Regions from separate parts of the Mus musculus genome. Here region 1 is linked to region 2. Evidence: chromatin contacts called from public promoter capture Hi-C data. All regions are on one chromosome and are shown on one strand. Each heading gives the region's core, a stretch centred on a gene start, on an enhancer-like site or on the middle of the called end of the contact. The rest is flanking DNA. Distances are from core to core; before and after follow the strand shown.

Region 1 (3,453 bases), core at 394-2,893, 1.1 Mb after region 2:
CAAGTCATGAAATCCATCTCTGAGTCCTCACAAGCCAAGTGTGGCTCTGTGACCCGTCCTAACAGATGTTTGAGGCTTGTGGCATGGGGACAGCCTTCTGTGGTCACTGTTTTACCCGGCTCCAGACAAACGGCTGTTTAGACTGTGATCAGCTTTTCACTTATAGTCAGTGCTGCTGTAAAGCCTCGGTGAACAAGGCCCTGAAACCCTTTTCTGAGGCCGGTCGACACCTGCTCATTTTAGCCAGCTACACAGTGCAAGGCCACTGTTCAGCCCTGCCAGAGGCTTCCGAATCCATAGAGGTCTTCTTAGCTACCCAAGGGAAGGGACCTTGTTCCTCTCCAGTGACAGCTGCCTGAACCTACAGTCCCTCCTCTCCTGCCCTTCACCCTCCTCTAGGACTCCAAACTGACCTTTCCTCTGCCTATCTTAGCCAGGAAGCCAATTCCTGCAGCATGGGTCATGGCAGATCTCCTCTGGGCCAGTAGCTGTAGTTGGTGGGAGTCCAAACAGCACAAACCCTGGGAGAAAGGGAAGGTTGGTTGTTTTTTTTTTTTTTTTTTTTTTTTTTTTTTGAAGGGAGGCATGGGTGGGCCAGTAGTGTGAGAAGCTGGTACATGAAATTGCTCTGGGTCTTGAGGGATGAGTAGGAGTTTGTCACTGAGAGATGGTGGGAGGGCATTGCAGGCTCAGGCAAGAGGAGAGGCTAGGACTAGAATAGTGGGGTAGAGATGTGAGGAGGGTGGGCAGGCAGTGGAAGAGAAGAAAGAGGCCTGGAGGAGCCTCAGTTGCATACCTAGTATTCTCCAGGGACAGCTGTGTGGGAGCCAGGGGAGGAGGCACATCCATTTGACACCTATTGAATGCCATGATCCAGTACGAAGAGCTTACCTCTATTCTTTATCTCTTCGGTTTCTTAAGGAGGTAGATGCTTATGTGGTCCCGATTGTGCGGGTAGAAAAACGAGCTCAGGGAGAAGCACGGACTATGGTCCGTGATCACAGAGCCCCCGTGAGAGGGAGGACAGGTGCCCGGCCACGAATTCCAGAGATGCGTTAGCCAGCCAGGTACTGCTGCCCAAAACAAGGGTTCTCCAGGAAGCGGGTCACCGGGAGGGGGCACCCGATCCTAGAGGCAAGAACCCTAACGGGAGAAAGAGGGGTGAGAAGAAGCCTGACTCCCGCAGCGAGACCCAGACCAGCCGCATCTTTCCCGTGCCTCAGTTTTCCTACCCCACAGTGAACGCAGCCAAAACACCTTCCTGCCGACCCACTCAATAACCCAGGTTTCCAAGTTCGCGCGCCACCGCGGCCAGCGCTGTGTAACCTCGCTCCGGTAGTCTGCCCTCTCTGGACGATCGGTCGCAGATTCCCAAGCGCTCTTTCCGCTACACACCCAGCGTCCGCAGCCGCGGTGCCCCTCCCCTCCCCTTCCCTTCCCCGGGCGGGCGGCGGGGGTGGCGCGCCGGGCCCCGAGCGGCCCCCGCGGTCCCCCGCAGCCCCGGGCCCCCGGCCTGATCCGCGCCTGGTTTTGGGCGCAGCCGCGCGGCCCCCTCCCCCGCGCGCGTCTCCCCGCCCCCCGCCCCCTCCCCGCCGCTCTCGGGGAGCCGGGGCCGCGCGGCTCCTCCTCCCGCAGCCGCATCTGGGGCGCCGCGCCGGCCGGAGGAGAGGCATGGGGCGCCCGCGGGCCGGGGCCGGGGCCGGGGCCTAGGCGAGCGAAGCTTAGAGCGAGCGGAACGAGCGAGCGAGCGGAGCGGGCGCAGCGCAGAGGCCGAGTGGACCGAGGCGGTCGAGCGCAGGGCGCAGGTGAGCGCGCGGGGGTGGCACGCGTCAAGACCCTCCTCCGAGGCTAGATCGGGGGCAGCCCCCAGCCGCGGGCAGACCCCGGGACAGATGCGCTCAGCGACGGGGTCTCCCGGATCCTCTGACGGGCAGTGGCGCCCGGGCCTGGGGACCGACGCGGGCCGGCCCCTCCGATGCTGTCGGCCCTTCCCTGGCCGGGGCGCAGGAGCGGTTCCCGGCCCTCCATCCGCAGGCGGCTGGCAGCGGCAGCCCCCTCCCAGCCGCGTGTCCGGGCGGCCGGGGCTTCCTTGCCTTCAGCCTGCCGCACGCTCGTACTCCCTTCCCGGGATCTCCCCGGGACCGGGCATCCGGGGAGGGGGCGGGCGACCCCGCGCCGCATCGCCCCCGGAGCGCTCGTCTGCCCGGGAGGGGCCGAGCGACCCTGGCACCTGGGCTGTGGGGGGGCCGCTCACATGGCCACGGGAGGCCCCCACGTGCGGCGCCCCGCGGGAACGGGGGTTCGCGTACAGAGCGGGTGGAGGATAGACCAGGTGGCTGCGGAGGCCAGCTGGGTCCAGATGTGCAGGGCCTGCTGGGAGGGGACATGTGCTACCTGGGCAAGTGATGGTCCCTGGGCCTCCTTGGGCAGAGCTTGCCTTGTCGGATTCCCCATCCAGCCCTTCATCCATCTCCTTTCTCGCGTTCTTCTATGCTGCCTGTGTTGCGGAAAGGGCTGTCACCGACTGTTGATGTTGTGGGGGAAAATGAAATGGGGGAAGGGTGGTGGGTAGGTGGGTGGGTGAAGGCCAGTTGTGGCGGAGATACCCAAAGGATGGGGAACCTTACGCTTGGAGGACTGTGCTGATGGGGGGGGGGGGAATGTCCCAGCACCTCCACCTGCTTGGAAGTAGAAAATGCAGAGGGGGAGGGGGCTGCAGTCCCCAGCCCTAAGGAGGCTGGACTGCCCCGCCTCTACTCTTGGCACCTCCTGTGCGGTGGGGGAGGGTCCGGTCCCTCTGCCTCTGTGGCTTCACCAGACAGGACCATGTCAGAATGCCTGTTGGAGGAGTCTGTGGAATTCTTCCCTCAGGTGGCTACCTCTCTCCCCTTCCTCTGGTATAGAAAACTGTGGGCTGCCTGGGCCAAGGGTGGTCCGAGGGGCCTGAGCCAGACTGTTAAGGACAGCGGGACTGGGTGGGGCCGCAGAGCTGGCTTCCGGGCTGATAGCCGAGGCTCGGGTTGGGGGGCCATCCTCCCCCTCAGCTGGGCTTCAGCGACTGCTCAACAAGCTCCGAGTATGTTCCCAGTAGCTTCTGACGATGCTGTCTGTGCACGTGGGGCAGGCGTGTGTGCCTGTGTCTGTATTGGGGTTGGGGTGGGATAGAGTGTGTGGGTTCTCCGGAAGCTGGGCAATGCCCGGTGTGCCTGTGAGTGGTGTCCGCGAAGCCCTCGTCCATTTAGGCCAGGTGGAGCTAGGCTGGGCACTGGAGAGGTAGGTGGGCAGGGCCCCGAGTCAAGAGAAAGTGTGGGGTAGGCAGGGCCTGATGACTGACTTACAGAACCCGGTACCCAGGACTATCCTGCTGGTGTCAGCCAGAGATGAGCTGCAGGTTTGAGGGCTGTGCCCCGGGCCGGCGCACGGCTGCTTGGCAGCCGAACTTGCTGTTTTGAA
Region 2 (3,503 bases), core at 370-2,869:
AAGGCCCTCAGTGAGGACTGAACCCTCTCATCGGGGTTCAGATATCTTTAGTGAAGTCTTTATCTCCTAGAGGAAAGCCTGTTTCTTAGCCTGGTAATGCCATCTGCATCCTATAAGCAGGGCTTTTCCGAGGGGTCTGAGACCTCCAGAAAAAGCTCTGCCTTCTTAATATAGTTTGTGCAATTTCAATGAAGTGTGTATTTGTTCAGAGGGGTTGATGTCTCCTTGAGAAAGTATCTGTTCCCTCGCTGAGACCCTTGTCTATTCTACAAGGTCTGTATGTGCTTAGTGAGCCTTAAAACCTCCCCTCAGGATTGGGTTGGCTCTGGATCATATGTCTGAGCATGTGTTTTTCAGTTTAGGGTGGGCTAAGCATATGGTCAGTTGGACAAAGATCAGTGTAGCAGGTGAGTTGATGGGTCACAAGCCCTAAGTAGACATTAAATGGCAGGAGCTGGCTGCTTCAGACCTCAGATTCACTCTTGTAGCTAAATAATTAAAGATCCTTGTTTTGACAGTCTGAATTGTAAGATGAGGTAGTCCTTGGTGATAACTGTAGGAAGGAAGTGGAGGGTGTCCTGCTCGGCTTCCTTTTGGGTGAAGAGGATAGAGGGACGCCAGAGGGAAGTAAACTCAATTTGTGGCAGATAGGTGTGTACTTAGGTGAATTAAAGAATGTAATTTTTCCTCTTTATACTTGTATTATTTTATATTGCATAGACCTTGTATTTTAAGATCTGGCTTTCTGTTTATGTTAGTAAAAACAAACAATACAAGAACTCAGATCTGACCATAACTTGATCTTTATCTGCTCCCCGACTTTGTGACATTTCCCTTCCTTTTCTGAATTTACCTTTAGTGCTAAGAGAATTTGTGCGTTTGGAGCCAATATCTGAAGGATCCTCCTCGTCTTCACTTAAGAGTCTTGTACTTTACATCAGGATGGAGATTTATGGAGGCAAAAAGAATGACATGTCCTAAGAGGTGGGAGAGAATCAGAACGAGTTAGCAGGAAGGTTCATATTGGGGATCTGTGCCCTCAAGGTCGCGGAGGAATTTTTCCATGGGAACGGAATAGGGGTGCTGTTCGGTGGGAGACTGTGGAGTGTCACCCAGAAGGAACTGTACTGCACTTGGCTATCCAACTCTGGAGTGACAGGATCACGCAATCAGACCACGGTAATTGCACAACGGATGACACAATGCCTCTTATTAGCCAGCCTTTCATGTCTCAAGCTGCGCGGCGCCGTAACCCAACCCTTGTCACTCCAAGACCCTAACTTGGTCACTCCACAGCCTTGCCTCCTCTCGTGTCACATCCAGCCGGGCTACACCCCATCACTCCACGGGCCCGCCTCCTCGCCTGTCACCTCTGGCCCCGCCCCTCCACTGTCATTCCAAGGCCCCACCCCTCTCCTGTCATTCCCTGACCATTCCTTCTGCTTTCACTACGGCTCCACCCCTTCCGGCAAGACAGCTCCGCCCTTACCCCTTGTCTTCAGCGGTTTTTGCTGACCCCGCCCCTTCACGCACGGCCCTACCCACTATTGGATGCCTAGAGCACGGCCTCTAGCCTCAGGCTCCGCCCTCACCCGAGGCCCCGCCTCTAGGGTCGACCTGTTTTCCCCGCCCCGGCACCCGCAGCGACCGCAACGGCGGACAAGGTGTTCGGAACTTGATGCGATGGGGCTTCCCGAGGAGCGGCGCAAGAGCGGCAGTGGAAGCCGGGCTCGTGAGGAGACCGGCGCCGAGGGCCGGGTGCGGGGTTGGTCCCCGCCGCCGGAGGTCAGACGCTCGGCGCACGTCCCCTCTCTGCAGCGCTACCGCGAGCTGCACCGGCGTTCTGTGGAGGAGCCACGGGGTGAGGCTGGGCCCGAGCGACTCTTGGGGGCGCCAGTGAGCAGAGGAGCGGGAGTCCGAGGGAGATTTACCGAGCTCCGTTAGAAAGGGAGGAGATGGAGGGTCCCTGAGGGACATGGAAAAGGGATTCGAAAGAGATGGCGTTCTGTGAGAAGAAGGAGGCATCTGTGAGGCGAGACTTCCTAGAAGTTGGGGCACTCTCTGGCGACTTGGCAGTTTTGGGAGATGCGAGTTTTCACGAGGAGATGCGGGTTCCGTGAGAAGAAGCGGGGATCGGTGAGGAGAAAGTTCCCTGAGAGAGCCCTCGAGGTGAAAGGAAGGGCTCCAAGGAGCAAGGGTGAACCTTGAGGGAAGGAGAGCCCTGAAGAGAATCACCTTTGCCTCCAATTCAACCATGCCTCCCTCAGACCTTTAACGAATGCACCCATCTCGTTTTGCTCAGCGTCAGTGCAAGTCTGTTTCCCATCTAGGAGTCCTGCCTCTGTGTAAAATGACAGCAATCCCAATACACAACTGTACGAGTTGTCAGTATGCCGATGCTTTGGTTGTTTTGATGGTATAGTGAACAAAACAAGACGGAGTGAGGTTTACCACCAAGCCTGTTTGTTTTGTTTTGTTTTGTTTTGTTTTGTTTTGTTTTTTTGCTTAAAAAAACCAAAATTGGATCTAAATTCTAGTAACTCAGAGTCTGAGAGACAATTCTATGCCTTGACACGTTCTTAAGTGTCAGGACAGTTTAGGGTGCAAAACCACGATCTGGCCAGGCCTTTAATCCCGTGCACTGGGGAGGCAGAGGCAGGTCTTTGTAAGTTCAAGGCCAGCCTGCTCTACGTAGGTAGTTCCAGAACAGCCACGGCTCCATAGTGAGACTCTGGCCTACCACCACGTCCTGGCTGAGAGGGAGCATGATATTTGGTAGTAAGGTAAACACAAGCCACAAATCCTGCCCGAAAAATACATACATAGCTTTGCTTGCAGTCTTAGGCAGATTTAAAAACTTATATTGAATGTATTCATCTCTAAGATAGGAAAGCTAACACTAGATTCATAAATTAAAAAGTCCAAAGTGGGTAATAAAAGGGTCCATTATCGAATAGTTGATACCCAGCAGACATTAAATAAGTAATGATTTAAATGTTTAAGAACAATGTGGATGAGGCAGATACTGAACAATGCAAAACATTATCGAATCAATTGCGAAGTTGTTCATTGCTACAAGTAGTGTCCAACTTTGAGTCCTCGGGTGTCTTTTCCATTCTCTTTCTGTGTATTTTCTTCTATTGCGACTTACATCTATTTCCCTGGGGTAAGCTAGCACTACACAGTAATTCCTCTTCCATGTATATAGCCTCACACCGTGATTTTCACTTACATTTTGTTCCCAAGTTTCACAGGACTATAGACAATTTATTTGTATTTCACACACTTTTTTTTTAATTTCACACACTTTGATGATGTTATACTGAGCAAAACAAGTCTGTGAGTAAGGTTTACAAATCTGCTTTCTTCCCCAATTTATTCTTTTCTTTCTTGCCCTAATTTTCTGGTAGTGTCAATGGCATTATCCTAAACTATAAATTTCTTCTATCATCATCTTCTCATATCACTTTTACACCTTATGAATTATTATTGTTTACTAAGCA

Evidence for each region. Promoter capture Hi-C pulls out the DNA fragments that hold promoters and counts their contacts.
Region 1: a contact with region 2 is called in a promoter capture Hi-C map of cranial neural crest. The contact joins the promoter of Dlgap4 here to the promoter of Acss2 in region 2. A contact is called at or near these places in 2 of 39 promoter capture datasets (cranial neural crest and frontonasal cranial neural crest).

Annotation. Positions count from the first base shown.
Region 1 is chr2:156,612,054-156,615,506 of GRCm38.p6, forward strand. It overlaps Dlgap4 (DLG associated protein 4), which reads left to right and starts at 1,644. Exons shown (of 13, transcript NM_146128.6): 1 at 1,644-1,805. Gm14169 (predicted gene 14169) reads right to left here and starts at 1,369. Exons shown (of 4, transcript NR_040372.1): 1 at 1,233-1,369; 2 at 892-1,143; 3 at 414-521.
Region 2 is chr2:155,516,424-155,519,926 of GRCm38.p6, forward strand. Acss2 (acyl-CoA synthetase short-chain family member 2) reads left to right here and starts at 1,620. Exons shown (of 18, transcript NM_019811.3): 1 at 1,620-1,861. The coding sequence starts at 1,684.